Linked DNA regions of Hordeum vulgare: region 1 is linked to region 2. Evidence: chromatin contacts called from public Hi-C data. All regions are on one chromosome and are shown on one strand. Each heading gives the region's core, a stretch centred on a gene start, on an enhancer-like site or on the middle of the called end of the contact. The rest is flanking DNA. Distances are from core to core; before and after follow the strand shown. Region 1 holds the start of LOC123425687 (ADP-ribosylation factor GTPase-activating protein AGD5). Region 2 holds the start of LOC123429853 (anthocyanidin 3-O-glucosyltransferase 2-like).

Evidence for each region. Hi-C and Micro-C count contacts between places; a contact is called where the count stands out from the background.
Region 1: a contact with region 2 is called in a Hi-C map of seedling, with 2.9 times the contacts expected there. The contact joins the promoter of LOC123425687 here to the promoter of LOC123429853 in region 2. A contact is called at or near these places in 2 of 6 Hi-C or Micro-C datasets (leaf and seedling).

The regions. Positions count from the first base shown.
Region 1 is chr2H:165,360,145-165,363,145 of MorexV3_pseudomolecules_assembly, forward strand. It overlaps LOC123425687 (ADP-ribosylation factor GTPase-activating protein AGD5), which reads left to right and starts at 1,499. Exons shown (of 11, transcript XM_045109396.1): 1 at 1,499-1,763; 2 at 2,571-2,629. The coding sequence starts at 1,713.
Region 2 is chr2H:165,177,679-165,181,086 of MorexV3_pseudomolecules_assembly, forward strand. LOC123429853 (anthocyanidin 3-O-glucosyltransferase 2-like) reads left to right here and starts at 2,126. Exons shown (of 1, transcript XM_045113828.1): 1 at 2,126-3,408. The coding sequence starts at 2,265.

The sequences.
Region 1 (3,001 bases), core at 249-2,748, 180 kb after region 2:
AAATCTGCAAGTCCGTTGATGCCACTTCTTCAAGTATGATGGTGGTTTCTTTGGTGTGACCTTGGTACTGCCCATTCAAACCTCTTGGATAGTTCTTTTATTGCTAGTGCATGTAATCAACTGATCCGAACATACATGGGAATCCTTGTGATGCTCCAATTGTCAACATTTTTTCTCTACCCTTTCGAGTTGGTTCTCTCATGTACACTGGTCCAAACGCCTTCACCATGGTGTGTGCAAAATCCACCGTGGTCTTCAAGCATGTGTTCTCTCCTATCCTGATTTTTATATCAATTGCATATGCAGACTTACCATAAGCAAGCATCATAAGAGCCATCGTGCATTTTTGTTGAGGAGAGAAGGAAAGTTCGCCACAACAGTCCTTCCTTAGCTTGAAGTTATTATCATCCTTCTCGACGGTAGTCACCAGACGCAAGAACAAAGCTCTGATCATCTGGAAGCGATGTTGAAAGAAACCTTCATGGTATTTTGGGTCTAGTGTGAAGTAGTTCGTGTTCAGAAGGCGGGCGTCGACGATCCTATACTAGGAAATAACTCTTCAGCCATTTAGCGAACCCTTGAAGTTCAACACGTGCTGCTCTTCCTTCATCATTTGTACTTGAATGGTCATCATTTCAACATCTCCGTCACCCAAATCCGACCATTCAATGAACTCTTTGTTTATGAATTCATCAATGTTCGTGTTTCGTAGCTATCATTCAACGATGTATCCATCAGTGACCTGCAAATGATTAAAACAATAAAAAACTGCTCGAACATTTCGTAGAACACACACAACATGAGGTGTATATCCGGAGGAGATGGACGTACATGATGGTGTACGGTGGCGGCACATTCGGAGGCGTTGTGGGTTGTGGACGACAACGAAGCAACAACAAGGGGGAGCTACAATAACACTTGTGTGGACGAGACGGAAAAGAGAAAAGGAACATGTCAGCTCGGCCAAGAAGGGGTGGCTTCAAACGATTTAGTGTGGCCCTTCCGGCCAGTCCTACATGACAAACACGTATGAGTGTACCCATATGTGCCCTACATATGAGCATGGCAAGGGGATTGTCGGTCCAATCGGTCGTTTGGGTTGGATTTGACTCGTGTGATTGAATGACATTTTTTGTTCGAAGAAGGACTGGGCAGACATTTTAAAAGTTTGGAGTGTATGGCCTCCGGTTGTAGATACTCACATCATTGCAGTGTGCCCTAGAGAGCCCATACGTGCCCTCGTGTCATCTTCATCTTCATAGTTCCTTTTTCATATTTATGGATCAAAACAAAATAACAGCGATATTCACCTGACGTTGTTTACACTGGTCGGTCGGTGCAATTGCAAGTGTGAATGCAACGAGTATGATAAATAAATATCCCTTTCTTGGTATATAATCGTGGTTGTCGTGCCGTGATTAGGCCAGCAGACCCTCACCACACCGTCATCACCACACCACATACAAAAACATAATCTCGTGAACAAAATAAGATTGTTTTTCCAACAGAAAAAACTACTCAGAGAGAGAGAGGTGGGGAAGGTCAAGCCGAGAGGAGACGCACAGATCCCTCCCTCTCCTCTGCACACCTCTCCTCTCCTCTCTCCCCCTCGACGCGGCAAAAACAGGGAGGAGAGAGAGACAGACAGAGGGAGGGAGGGAGCCCGAATCCCTGCGATCTCCCCTCCCGGTCGGAGGATCCGGCGATCAGCCATGAACGAGAAGGCCTCCGTCTCCAAGGAGCTCAACGCCAGGCACAAGAAGGTCCGTCCCGTCGCCACTGTTCCCCCCTTCCCCTCAACACCATCATCGTTAGATCGGAGCCACGCGCTGCTGCTTCGAATGGACCGGGAATCAAACGAGAGCCGACGGGACGCGCAGCTCCTCTTTTCGGGCGGGATTCGGGATCCGCGACGGCGTGGATCTGCGATTGGTTTTGCGGTTCCTGATGAGGAGCAGATCCGAGCTTTCCCCTCGCCGCGTTTTGATGACCGAGAAATCAAGAAAGTGGACGCGGTTGCTAGTTGCGCGTTAGGTAGCTCGATCAGACAGCCTTGTCCAAGTGAGTTGACAGATGGAAATCGCCATTCGGCGGTTTGATTGTAGATTTCATCGCTCCGTTGCGGATTTCCGTCTCTTGGGTGGGATTATAGAGAAGGTGCAATGCTTGCTCATATGCTGCTTCATAGTATCTGTTGCTCATATACCTTTGGGGCACAAAACTTGAGTAACACCCTCCTGTTCGATAGAGTAGTAGCACTCTGTTATGTGATGTAGTAGCACTCTAGTATGTCCACGGTACCAAATAAGGGCAAGCATGACGTAGGTCCCGTCAAATATCACTTCAATTTGGTGCCTCCTATATTTGTGTGGCACAAATCGTGGAACAGAAGGGTTATTACATCGTGTAAGTAATCTCACTGGCTATCTTTGATGTAACCTGAGCCAAAAGGAAGCGACAGCATGTGTGCTTGTTATGTTGCAATCAAATATTTCTGTTCCGTGTGTTACTCATGTTTGTCGTGTAGTGCTTATGACCCGTCGTCATTCTTTGTCTACATTTATTTCCAGATATTGGAAAGCCTTCTGCGGTTGCCGGAGAACAGAGAATGTGCAGACTGCAAATCAAAGTGAGTGGTCCTATGCAATTGGTTGTTTTGAACGTAGCTATTGATGGGTCGGACAAAATTTATGTTATTGATAGATTTGACATGGCCTATTTTGGTAGGCAACTGTTTGATTCATGAATTGGACATTTCAGTCGTCAGTTCCATTTGCTAATCCGTGTTATGCTTATAGAGTTAATGCTATAGTAGTTATTTTATGCCTTACCTTGTGTTTCAAGATTTAATATCTTAGGTTGGCCTATACTATGCACGTGGGAATAGATTTATTGTGTTGATGCATCATTAGTCCTTGTATCTAGAAAGGTGACAACTACAAATCTGTGGAGAAAGATGTTGAAATGATATTGTTCAGTTATAGTTACCTTTTAGTCTAGT
Region 2 (3,408 bases), core at 876-3,375:
ACAGCAAAGGTGACTTGGTTGCTCTAATTACTTTAAGACTTTTGTGTTTCTGTCACAACACCTAGTTTGATATTGTGTGACATTACATGTGCTATTAGCATTGCATGCGACCCTATGAAGAATGAGCTCAACAAGCATATCGGCGTTGATGTTTTCTATATGTGCCTTGGTGTGCATAATCAGATTATTGCTCTTTGATATATGCCTTTCGAGTTACGGTTACCGGATTTTTTTACTTAAGCCCAATCTAGAACGCAACATGACTACTATCTCTCCGAACCTAATGTATTTATCCACCTTTAGTTTGAGGGGTGTTAGGGTTATGTCCTATTTTCTCATTGTATGAGGGGTTTAGTTCTTATTTACCCCCCACCCCCACCCCACCCCCACCCCCACACACAGATACATATATTGGCCAATGACCCTGATGAAATACAAATTACATATTTCCTAACAAATCCTTCTACGTGAAAAGAAAAGGACATCACTAACTAATGAATGTACATTTATCAATCCCCGCGAACGCCTTCGGATTGTCACATCCCGATTGAATGCGTGAGAATTATTCTACGCAATGCTATGATTTTTCTCCCATTTTTTTATACTACATGTTAATTTTCGTTTTAGAGCATGATAAATCTCTACAACATCATATCAATTTTGTATGTTTTCACATGGAAATGGAAATTATGGACTTTCACCAGGAATTATAAATTCCCAAAAGCAAAACTCAAATAGATAATCTAACTTTAGTTTTTTAACATTATCGAAAAGAAACTATTTTAAAGCGGTTCTTGTCCGTCCACGATCTTTGAATTATCCATCGGGAGTCCTTATAACATCTACAGCCCACCGTCCCAAACATACCTGATACGTCCGGACGGACCATCCGGTTACCGACCGATCACAAAATTTTGATCCAACAAAACAGTTTAAACTAGGCTCAAATGCCCGAGGTGACCGACACAGCCCAAATATGAGACGGAAGCCTGCCACATGAGCCTGGCCCGCGCTAGCCCGCAACGACCCCACATATATTCTTCCCCGTCCGTTTGTTGGACAAAACCCTAACCACTTCACTTCACTCCCTCCGCCATCCAAGCTCACCTCCGGTGATCTCCGGCCGTCTCCGGCATGACGGGTAGCGGATCCTAGTCCTTCATCTCCAGATCTGTCGATCATGAGCTCATCATACGTAGCCCCGAGGAGGAGTTGGCAGTCCGGCTTGCGCTCCGCCGCTCCCGGAAGGCGGTCGCCCGATGGCAACGCTCGGACTCGCAACGCCGGAAATACATTGCGTCCGCACAACCGGTGCATGGATCCGGCGTCGCTGCCTCATCAGAGGCGATGCGGTTCGTGTGGCGTCCAAACGTCGTGGCGGACGTGCAATCCCTGCATTGGCTCGCCGAGGACGCACAATGGGCGTCTCGGGACGCAAACATGACACGACATACCTGTCGTGCAAGGCAACGGGCATGGAATGCGGCAGAGGCCTTCGTGGCGGTGGACGTTGAAGAGGGAGTGTCGCATTTTCGACGCCTCGTATGATGAATCAGTGCGGGTGCCGCAACCGCGTCGTGGTGCACGTCGGCTCCTCCCATGTTCACACGCACCGTACGAATTACGGCTCGACGAGGAAGAGTAGGGCATGAGAGATGGCGAAAACTCGACTCACATGATCTGACTAGTGTCCCATGTCCTACTCTACCCCGTTGGCGATTGGACGGACGCTACAAGGGACGCAACCAACCGCCGGACATGGACACATCGGAGCCGGACGAGCTCCGCTTACTATTAGGTTTATGTTGTAATGTAATAGTATGGATTTAAGGTTTTCTAATTTAAGATATCCGATTATAGAGGTTTGACCGGTCGGTGTACACGAACGCATCGGATACGTTTGAAAGGTCGAATTTGTTCTCGATGTAGATGCTCTTGGGTCCTGCCTATTCACAGTATTAATACGATGACACCGAAAATGGAGAATCCTAGTATTGGGAAAAAAGGTAAATATTCCATGGATATTGCTGTACTACATATGGCGCGGCATATTTGTTATTTTTCGAAGAAGACGACGTATAGTCGGCAGGTTGTACCTTTCGGTGGCAAAGCTGATGCGATTTGGATGCGACCAAAGCGAGGGTTGCTAAGACAGGGGCCTGGCGTGATCACCTCAAGAGCTATTGTGCCCACTCAGGTCCTAGCCAGAGCTCGCCACTTTTGACCAGAATTTCAGGTGCCATTGTGTCCACTCAGGTCCATCAATGGCGTGCCGCCCAACCGTGGTCGTCGTGCCGAAATGGGGATCCGGCCACTTCATATCCGCGCTCGAAGCCGGCAAGAGGCTTCTCGCCACCGGCCGGGGCGCCTTCACGCTGACCGTGCTCGTCATTCACGCGCCGTCGGAAGCAATGGCGTCGGAGGTCCAGGGCCACGTGTGCCGAGAGGCGGTTTCCGGCCTCGACATCCGCTTCCTCCAGCTCCCCGCCGTTGAGCATCCCACCTGCTGCGTGGACCCTGCTGAATTCGCGTCCCGGTACGTCCAGCTCCACGCGCCCCACGTCAAGGCGGCCATCGCGGGCCTGGGGCCGTCGTCCCGGGTGGCCGCGGTCGTCGTCGACCTCTTCTTCACTGCCCTATTCGACGTTGTCCACGAGCTCGCCGTGCCGGCGTACGTGTACTTTTCCTCCCCCGCCGCGTTCCTGGCGCTCATGCTGCGCCTGCCGGCGCTACGCGAGGATCTGACGGGTGCCGGGTTTGAGGCGATGGAGAGCACGGTGGACGTGCCCGGGCTGCCGCCGGTGCCGCCGTCTTACATGCCTGCCTGCCTCGTGAAAGCAAAGATCCAGAGCTACGACTGGTTCGAGTACCACGGACGCCGCTTCATGGAAGCCAGGGGCGTCATCGTGAACACCTCCCTCGAGCTCGAAGGCTCGATTCTCGCGGCAATCGCGGACGGCCGCTGCGTTCCCGGACTCCGTGCTCCGGCGCTCCACGCGATCGGCCCGGTGATCTGGTTCGGCTCGACGGACGACGAGCAGCCGCACGAGTGCGTCAGGTGGCTCGACGCGCAGCCGCCGGCTTCGGTGGTTTTCCTCTGCTTCGGGAGCATGGGGTCCCTCGACGCCGCACAGGTGAGGGAGGTAGCCGCCGGCCTGGAGCGCAGCGGCCACCGCTTCCTGTGGGTGCTACGAGGCCGGCCCGTCGCCGGCACGCGGCTCCCGACGGACGCGGACCTGGCCGAGCTGCTCCCGGAGGGGTTCCTGAAGGCGACCGCGGGGAGGGGGCTGGTGTGGCCGGCATGGGCGCCGCAGAGGGAGATCCTGTCCCACGCCGCCGTGGGCGGCTTCGTTACGCACTGCGGGTGGAACTCCATCCTGGAGAGCCTGTGGTTCGGCGTGCCGATGA